Linked DNA regions of Zea mays: region 1 is linked to region 2. A link is a contact called in public Hi-C data. All regions are on one chromosome and are shown on one strand. The core of a region is the stretch at or near the end of the contact, and the rest is flanking DNA. Distances in the headings are between cores, read along the strand shown. Region 1 holds the start of LOC100282875 (histone-lysine N-methyltransferase, H3 lysine-36 and H4 lysine-20specific). Region 2 holds the start of LOC103647355 (leucine--tRNA ligase, cytoplasmic).

Region 1 (4,947 bases), core at 100-2,599, 160 kb after region 2:
CTCTCATATCTTGTGCTATAAAAGTGAGGAGTAGAGCAATATAGAAAAAAGAGGGGGAAGGCATGTCAATCTCATGTTTGCTTCTTAGTCCACACTTTTTTTTTAGATTTTTGTATTTTGGGGCTTAGATGAGAACTCTCGTTAGAACTAAAGTAAAGAAAATCTACTTGATACTATAACTCATATAACATCTGAGCATATAAACTTTACCTTCACTTTCATTAATTCATTCACCACAAAAAGGAAGTATGCGTGCCTGTTGCCTTGTCAACATCTCAGGCCTAAGGCTATCTCCAGCAAACTCTTTATCATACTCCCTATCTCACTCCTTATTTCAAACTCCACTCTAAAAACAATATAATTTATAGTACAAAACAATATTTTGTATGACCGTTTACATGGCCTCCTGGAGATGACCTAAGTTCCTCACTTACACAACTCCATAAATTTCTCGGGTACCCCTAGTTCCTTGGTGTCGTACCGACGATATATATATAAAGCTGTAGATTTTTTTACTAAAACATATCGTATCACGTGTTCGATATTTTGATCTATTTATGCGGGCGTTAATACAATTGTTTTTTTTTCATTTTATATTTTTTATCCTATGATTTTAAAGGTTCAAGCAAACTTAATGTAAAAAAAGAAAAAAACATCGAGTAAAACAGCCAAAAAATAACGTGTCCAATTTTGAAGGTAAGAGAAGAGACATGTTCTAGAAAAAAACTGATTTTTGGGATAATTGACGAGGTAAAATGGATTTTTTTTCATCTCAACTAATGTAACCACAGACGCGTATGGGCCGTGTTATGGCTGCTGCATTAAAATTATCGGGCCATAGACTAATTTTTTTTTTCATTTTAGCTTTTTTTGGTTTTTTTCACAATTATGCTCTTTATAGTTTCATTTCAAAAAAATGAATTTTAACCTCGGTACCGTCATCATTAGCGCCAAGGTAACACATAGTGGCACCGACATAATTGACGCCAACTTTTCCTACGTGACAGCCGACGTGGCAAGTCCCAGGGGGTGGCGCCATAGATCTTGGCGCCGACCCCCCTGATAGCACCGGATCCTGCCGTCAAGGGGGGTTGGTGCCAAGATCTATGACGCCGACCCACTGGGACTTGCCACATCGGCTACCACGTAGGAAAAGTTGACACCAATGGTACTGACGTCGCTGTGCGTTACCTCGACGCCAATGATGATGTCGCCGAGGTTGGGGTCTATTTTTTGAAATGAAACTGCAAAGAAGATATTTGTGAAAAAAAACAAAAAAGGCTAAAATCCAAAAAAAGTTGGGCCCATAGACAGCTAACAAATTGGCGCAAAACCCCGCGGCCCCACGTGTCAGTGATGGCTAGACTTCTCACTCCCTCCCAGCTTCTTCGGACGCTTCGCTTGTCTAATCGCTGCAACTGCAGCTTGCTCGCTGACTTGCCGCCGGCGAGCCCCGCTCCGAGCATCTCCGCTGCTGCTTCTGCCGAATCCCAGAGCTCCTTCTCCCGCTTGCCCCCTTTCCCTCCTGTCACATTGATTCGATTTTCGTCGCCCATGGAGCTACAAATTAAGTGTAGGAACCAATTAAAAGCTTGCCAAAACTAGGGCGGCGGCATCAGCATTCAGCAATACCCTAGGCGGGCTCTCCTCGCCTCCACAGCTCCAGGAAGCCGACCCAGAGCAGCACAGCGCCGCCCATTCTGTCTCTCTCGGTCTCGGCAGCGTAGGCAGCGTCACCCTCCGCTTAAACCACCAGCACCAGCTGCTGGTGCGCCGCCCCGCCCGGCACCGCCGCTCCTCTACCTCTTCCTGGTGGATTGGTGAGAGGAAGCCCTAACTTGGCCTCTCTTGAATCAACTCGGCGGTGGCTTTGAGTCAGTAGGTGTTGTTTTGCGCTCTTATTCAAAACCCAAATCTGTCCCTCCTCTCAGATTATTGTGAGTTTATCCCTGCCCCAATCCATCTGTCCATGGTCCGCGTGGGCTTGTCTTCCGCGCCCGGGGTCAATCTGACAGAGGTGAGTGTGCTTGGAGTACATGCTGCTGACGCTCTTAACTTACCCACCGCTTGAATGTTCTTTGCTTCCTATGGAGAGTGCCCATATAGGATCGATGTTACTATCATTGCCTTGTCGATTTTTTTTGCTATTACAGTACTTATTTTATTAGGCTTCTTTGTCTCAGGCTCAGTTCTACTAAAGGTCTATTTGGAAGCACTCAGTTTTTAAGAAAAAAACAGACCAGTTTATGCTTTGGTTTCTAGAAACTGGATTCCCAGTTTCTAAGAAACCAAGAAGCTGGCCTTCCCAAGCTAAAACCAGCTTTTGCGCGGCAAATTACGTACTGTCCTTAGTTGGTTTAGTGGAAATTATAGTAATTGCCACTGCTCTCAGGCCTATGCATGTGATGCCTAAATGCCTGCACTACCTGATTTGAATGTTTCGTTATTATGTGAAAATTTTGAATTAAAAACGAGTTCAATCTATATTTAAAATTGGCATGAAAGAAAAATGAAGTGAATAATTGAATAAATTAATTTAAAAATAGAGTAAGGATAGACTTGTCTATGTGTATCGAAAAGCCTAGAAACTGGTTTCCAAGAAAATGGGTTCCAAACACGCACACCCAGTGTTTTCCCATAAACCAGTTTCTTGAAGCTGGGGATTGAAATCAGTTTCTTAGAAACTGTGGTGCTTCCAAACAGGTCCTAAGTTACTTATCTCCTGCTTGGAAATATCTCTCACTAGCCTATCTTTTACTTCTGTGCTGCAGCAAATCGATAATGTTTTTGACCAACTGATCAACAAGATAGAACATGCGGATTTTGATACGCGGCCTTTCTTGAAACAATTGAATGTGTTAGGCCGCTATGAACCAATCAAGCGGAGTATCCTTGCCAACTAGACTTTTGAATCTTCACTGTAATATAGGAGTATTGTTTTTCTCAAGATAATTTATTTGCACATTTGCCTCGTTTAATTCTTACTGTTCATCATCAAAATATCATATTCTGACACGTCCTTGTTCAACATATTCAAACTTTCTATTCTATGCCTCTTTTATCAGTCAAGTTAGTATTTCATCCAACATATCCTGTAACTTGACTACATTACATAGTCCTAGCCTGAAGTAGAAATCAGTGCAGGAACGAAACTAGCAATTCAATACTGTGACTACAACAGGGATATGTCTTAATGTTATATCATTTTTCTTTTTCTTATTGAGAGTCGAGTCAAATTGTTTTTCTAGCTTCTGAGTTCTGAGTGAAAAAAGAGAATCGAAATATTACTATACCTTGGTGAATTTGAATATGTGCCTTTTTATGGATATGTCCACATTTTTATTGCCTTTAATTCTACTAAGATGTATATTGCACTAAGAGACGCATTGAAGATTATGGCATTTCTTGTCACTGTAAGCCTTCTCCTGGTTCATCAGTTGTGTGTGGCAGAGACTGCCATTGTGGGTAAGTTTCCAAACTTGTAAGACACACTAGAGCATTGATACTGCTAATTCCGTAACCAGTTCTGTTTTCTATATTTATTTAGAAAAACTGGATGTGAAAAAACATATGAATCTGTTAGCTGTTGGATTATTACACCTGTGAGTTTTATCATTATTGAGATATTCTGACATGCTGAAACTTTGCTGATGCAGCATGCTTTTCTCTTGCTGTTCATCACAATGTGAATGTGATGACACATGCACCAATAAATCATTCCAGCACAGACCTCTTAAGAAAACCAAATTGATTAAGGTAAGATCGTTGCTGTGAGATTGATTCAAGTTTTCATAATTATTTAATTCAAAAGGGATGGTTAATGAGGGAGAAATGCTGTGAGCAGTCAATGCATTTGCTGGTGGTACAATGCAATAAATGTTATATTGATATTGCCTATCCTTAGATATTTACTGTCTTGGGCCTTCTATACAAAATCTCTATTTTCTGTGTTAAGTGGGATGCTCTATTTGCTAAAATGTGATTGTTGATTACTCTTATCTGTTAAAGGAATGGTAGCACAGTAAAACAAGATTAGAAAATGTTAGGAGAAGATAGCCCTAACTCTAATTAGGGTGGGACAGCTGTATTAATAGGTAGATAGTACATGGGCTAGGCCTAAGCCCATTACAACAGTGACACACATTAGTCTAACACCCCCGCAGTCGCAACCCTAGTCATTATAGATATTGAGACTGGGCCAAAACTCCGAGAACACTATGGATGGGAGGCCCTTAGTGAAGATGTCGACGAACTGGGAGATGATCGGGACGCGGAGGACGCAAACATCACCGACAGCGACATGCTCGCGGACAAAATGGAGGTCAATCTTCATGTGTTTCGTGCGCTGGTGTTGCACGAAATTGGTGGAGAGGTAGACCGCACTAACACTGTCACAAAGACGAGGGTGGCACGAGCGAGAGGACTATGAAGCTCCTAGAGTAGTCGACGGAGCTAGGATGCCTCGGGCACGCCATTGGCCACAACACGGTACTCGACCTCAGCGCTGTAGCAAGAGACAACGCGCTGCTGATTCGAGGACTAGGAGATGAGGTTGGCGCCCAAGAACACGACGTAGCCTGAGGTGGACTGGTGTGTGTTGGGCAATGGGTCGAGTCAACGTCGGTGTAGACGATTAGCTCAGAAGCCGGGGAGGACCTAAGAAGAAGGCCGTGGTTGATGGTGTCGCAGAGGTAGCGAATAATCCGCTTCACAACGGTGATGTGTGGCTCTCGTGGAGTGTGCATGTGAAGGCACACCTGTTGGACAACATAGGTGATGTTGGGCCAAATGAAGGTGGGATACTGGAGATCCCTAACGAGGCTCCGGTAGGCCATCATATCGCCAACCAGGGTGTTGCCGTCGTCGGAGACCTTAACCTGGGTGTCCACAGGCGTACAGCAAGGCTTGCAATCAGACATGTCAGCTCGCTCTAGAATGTCGATGGCA
Region 2 (4,703 bases), core at 1,101-3,600:
TAAAAGGGGACTTAAAAGGATGAAATATACCGAAAGATTTAGCTTTGAAGAGGGGCTTATGGAAAACAACTATCCATGTGCTCGAACCTTGACTTGTAGGTTCTATTGGGTTTTAACACTAGCCTATCATGTCTTGCTTGGGATAAAAGGCTTTGTTGTTGTTGTATGAATGAACTATGAAGTCACATCCACCAAGCAAAGGGATCTGCACTGAAAAGGATGAACTGAACTACCCGGCCCGTCACAGGCTCACAGCAAGGTAGGAGATGCGGATGGACATCACTTCCTCTCCTCTCCACACCGCTCGCGCTAGAAACAACCCCACCAAAGCAATTGACAAGCAGATCAATGACAACAAGACAACCCTGTCTAACCCCACAAGGAGAAGGTAGAACATTTTCCAAGAAATTCGGTAATATAGAAAAAAAACAAAATAACCAAAAGTACAGTACACATATATTACATGTGAAAGGTCTAAGTTCAAAAGGCGCATGAATTACAATATAAATACTACTGTTCTAGGATGATTCGCTGATTCATAAAAGATAAAGATGCTTACAATCTTACTATGACATCTGCTTAAGTGCTTATGGCCACGAACCGAATTGCCCTATCGATCATTGGGACTTACTACACATTGCCAGCCAACTAGGCAATTACAACTGACCGAGCACTGAACAAGCAGGGAAAATAACTTGGGGGGGGGGGGGGGGGGGGGGACTAACCCTACGTTCCCGCAACAGATGCTCCTGACGACGTCCTTGATTCCCCGGTTCGGGAACTTGCCCTCCGAGGCTGCAAATTCGACCACAATCAATCATCACGACCAAATGAGAAGAATCCTAAACAGAAAGCAGGCTCGTACATAATCGAACAGGACCAAGAAACAAGTATGAGAACCTAAACGCACGAGCTCGAGGGTCTGCTTGCAAATATACTTGCCGGCGAGGGGACTCGCGATGCGCGCCAGCGCCCCCAGGGCCTTCTTTGTCGTCGGACGTCGGCACGACCTGGAGAACGTACCGCGGCTGGCCGGCTGCTGCGTGCGTGAGGCGGCGGCGGCCGTGCGTGGGTAAGCTAGTAAACCTGAATCAAAACCATCCAATAAATTACCCATACCAACAAAACATCTGTTCAGTGCAAACTATTCAGTTAAGTCACCACCATTGAGAGGACACCACATAAGTTAGGTGTCGTTTTGAATGCCGGCTTTATATAATAGAATGTATTTTTTTTGTTCAGACCATATTATGTGATCAATTATAGAAATTTGTCTAACTGTAGTTTTGAGGAATATAAAACATCCTTTATATTTGAGACACTCATGCCACCAACCTCAAAGCTAGTAAACATTCGGTGTGATCAAATATGGTGGGTGTAAGGGACAAGTTAGATGAGTAAGGTACATATCATTTCTCGGGCGATGTCAAAAAGACAGTTACCATGGCAGACAACCAGGCAACGTTTGTCACTTATGGGGTAAGATTTGCATATTTTAATGGTTGCACAACCAAGATAGGATGTCTCAGTAACACACATGCAAAAGTATCAAAGGGCTAGAAATAGTTAGCAAGCACTATGTGATTGCTCAATCAAAAGATTCCTCGGTCCGTAGTTTTCTTAATGAAATGGAGTGAATCAGAAATCAATAAATTTGGCATTCACAGAGATCTAAACAAGCTTCTACGGGTAGAGGGAGCTTACCAGCTTAACGATGCGGTCGCGGAGCTCGTAGGTGAGCACGACGACACCACTGCGGGCGAGCGCGCTGCGGCCTGCGGCTCCGGGCGAGCGCTGCGGCGGCCTGCGGCTCCGGGCCTCCGGCGCTCCGCGGCTGGCGCCTGGCGGTGGCGGGCGACGGGGCGAGCGCGCTGTGGCCGCTGTGGGCGGCTGCGCCTGGCGGTGGCGGCCTGGCGAGCGAGCGCGCTGGCGGGCGAGCGCCTGGCGGTGGCGGCCTGACGGGCGAGCTGGAGCCTGGAGAGGACAGAGGAGGGCAGGAGCAGGAGGCGCGGGCCGCGGGCGAGCGCGCTGCGGCGCTGGAGCTGGAGCCTGGAGAGGTGGTGCGGCCGCGCGGTACCAGGACGGACAGCAGGAGAGCCAAGCGGCGGCTGGAGCTAGGGTTGGGGCTGGGCCCGACGATGGGCCTCTAGTGGGCCGCAACTTCCGACCGGGGCTGCCTCCTAGATATGTCGTCGAGGTGTTGGATGTTTGCCGGCGGTGTCTCGGCGACGAGGGGCGTGGCCTGGATGAAGGTCGTCGTCGTCGAGGAGATGAAGGGACGAGGGTCGAGCAGACGAACGACGGCGGTCGAGGGAGGACGGCGGATATCTGGGCGCGCGACTGGGTTTTTGCGCGCGCGGGAGGAAAGGGAAGGTAATTAGGGAATTGTTGGAGTGCTTGTTTTCTTGTTTTTTTCCTAAAACATGAATTTGGGAATGAAATTAAGGAGCTGTTGGGATGCCTTCAGGGGGGTGTTTGGTACCCTATTTGGTAGTATAGGGTTTAAAATTAGACCTTTGTGCAAGTTGGGGGTCGAAAAATGGACTTTGGGACTGTTTGTTTACCCCAATGGATTATATAATCTGGATTATTTTTGCAGGATTATATAATCTGGATTATATAATTTGGATTATATAATCTGAGTAGTCATGTTTGTTTACCCAGATTATCTGGCGTGTTTCTGTTGGGTGGCAGGCTTCTCCGATCCGATAGGCGCAAAAACGATTCGGTAGATTATAATGGCAATGGTGGGTAATTTCTAGGAAACTTGAAAGGGTAGTGGGAAGTGGGAAAAAAATAATCTGAAATAAGCACCTCCTCACTTGCTTATGGATTATCATAATCCAAGGGCTTAGATTATATAATCTGGGCAAATAAGCTAGACTGTTTGTTTGTCTCTTAGGATTATTTAATCCAGATTATATAATCTGGGAGGTAAACAAACAGGCCCTTTATCTATTAATAATCGGTCTCCCTAAGGGTCTGCTTCTTTAAAACACTAGTTTTATATGCAGTGCGTCACATAATAGCAAGTTTAATAGTATAGATCATAATAGGCTTTATAATATTATAATGTCACATATAACTGACTAAAAGTCTACTCATATAATAATTATTCCATAATATAATCTATATATTTAATACTTCTTCTCGTAAAGTGTCTTATAGTATGTGAGCGGCCCATTTTAAGCTGCCTATTAGTGAGCGGCTGTTGAGCTCTAAAAAGAGCAGTGCAGACGGTCCGGCCCCGAGGCCGGACGGTCCGCGGTCCGGACTGTCCGCGGTGGTGACGCGGACGGTCCGCGCGCGCAGAGTCAGTTAGGGTTCCTAGTTTCTCGCGGGATTTGTTACCTAAAACCGCGGGATTAACTCGGGAAACAGTTGGAAACGGATCCAGACCTCCCCCTTTATATAGATGAAGGGCTACGGCCGATTGAACCCCCAACAATCGAACAAATCAAGTCTATTACTCGTTTTTACCTTATGCATTAGGAGTAGTTCTAGTCTATTTCTAGTTTAGCCCTAGTTTAGTATTCCAATCCCCAAATTCTCCGCCTCTCCTCGACTCTACGTCGATTAGAGGAGTCTAGGTCGGCCTGCCCGAGCCTAGACAACTCCTAGGATCTCTCCTCCCCGACGGGGTCCCTCCCGGGAGCGAGATCCAGGCGCCGTCGGCGATCTTCCGCCGCCCCTACGCACGTGCGGACCGTCCGGCCCTAGGGCGCGGACCGTCCGGCCGTTAGGCAGGGAATCCTAGCTCCTGCACCAGGTCGCGGACCGTCCGGCCCTATGTCGCGGACCGTCCGCTCTTGTGCAGAGAGCACCGCCACGCCTCGCACCAGGCCGCGGACCGTCCGACCCCTGCGCGCGGACCGGCCGCCCCTGTGCAGAGGGCACCGCCGCCGGTTCTTCTTGAGTGATTGGCGCTCCGAAAAAGCGTCAACATACTTTTTGGCGACTCCGCTGGGGAATAGGTGTCTAGATCTGCTAAAAATCGGCCCATAAATGGCCGGTTCTAAGGATCACACCAAGATCTCCACTACCAACATCATTAAGCCGGCCATGGAGGCGCTCCCGGCTGATGACCAAAGGCCCTTTGAAGACCTCGTAATGCACGATGAGAAGGAGGTGATGCGGCAATGGAACGAACAACGCGACAAGGAAGAGGCGAAACTGCCGCATAAACTCTCCGAACGGCGCAAGGAGGCGACGGACAATTACTTGTCACACTTCACGGCGGATCGCCACCAGAAGATCGTCCGTCAAGGGGAGATTGATATGGAATCTCTCCTACCTCCACTGCAGGGTCCCGCTGTAAGTACTCCAGATCTATCTCTTACGACTTTCATGGATCAACGAGGAGATCAGTTGAAGCGATATGTAGATGAATCTATTAAAATGCATTTACGTGCATACGAGAAATCAGCTGCTCCTAATTTTCCATCGCGAGAGTCTAATACAGTGCCACCCACGTCAAACACATCGGCTATAAACGGGTCACCTTTGACCCAGCCATCATATGGTATGCCGATGCACGCTTTCGTGTCACCATCACAGCCGCAACCAGTAGGCACGCGGCAGGTACTGGACGCGACCGGACCGTCCGAGCATCATCTCAGACAGTCCGGTTATACCGCGGACCGTCCGGCGTATTTCGCCGGACCGTCCGACCAGATGCAGGCCCGCACACAAAACACTCAGGT

What was found. A called contact is a pair of places that touch in the nucleus more often than the background predicts.
Region 1: a contact with region 2 is called in a Hi-C map of ear, with 2.5 times the contacts expected there. The contact joins the promoter of LOC100282875 here to the promoter of LOC103647355 in region 2. A contact is called at or near these places in 3 of 25 Hi-C or Micro-C datasets (ear, leaf and tassel).

What each region holds. Positions count from the first base shown.
Region 1 is chr2:178,271,677-178,276,623 of Zm-B73-REFERENCE-NAM-5.0, forward strand. It overlaps LOC100282875 (histone-lysine N-methyltransferase, H3 lysine-36 and H4 lysine-20specific), which reads left to right and starts at 1,350. Exons shown (of 12, transcript NM_001412213.1): 1 at 1,350-1,820; 2 at 1,932-2,017; 3 at 2,772-2,886; 4 at 3,363-3,465; 5 at 3,657-3,756. The coding sequence starts at 1,970.
Region 2 is chr2:178,105,922-178,110,624 of Zm-B73-REFERENCE-NAM-5.0, forward strand. LOC103647355 (leucine--tRNA ligase, cytoplasmic) reads right to left here and starts at 2,351. Exons shown (of 4, transcript XM_008671898.4): 1 at 1,705-2,351; 2 at 901-1,086; 3 at 726-795.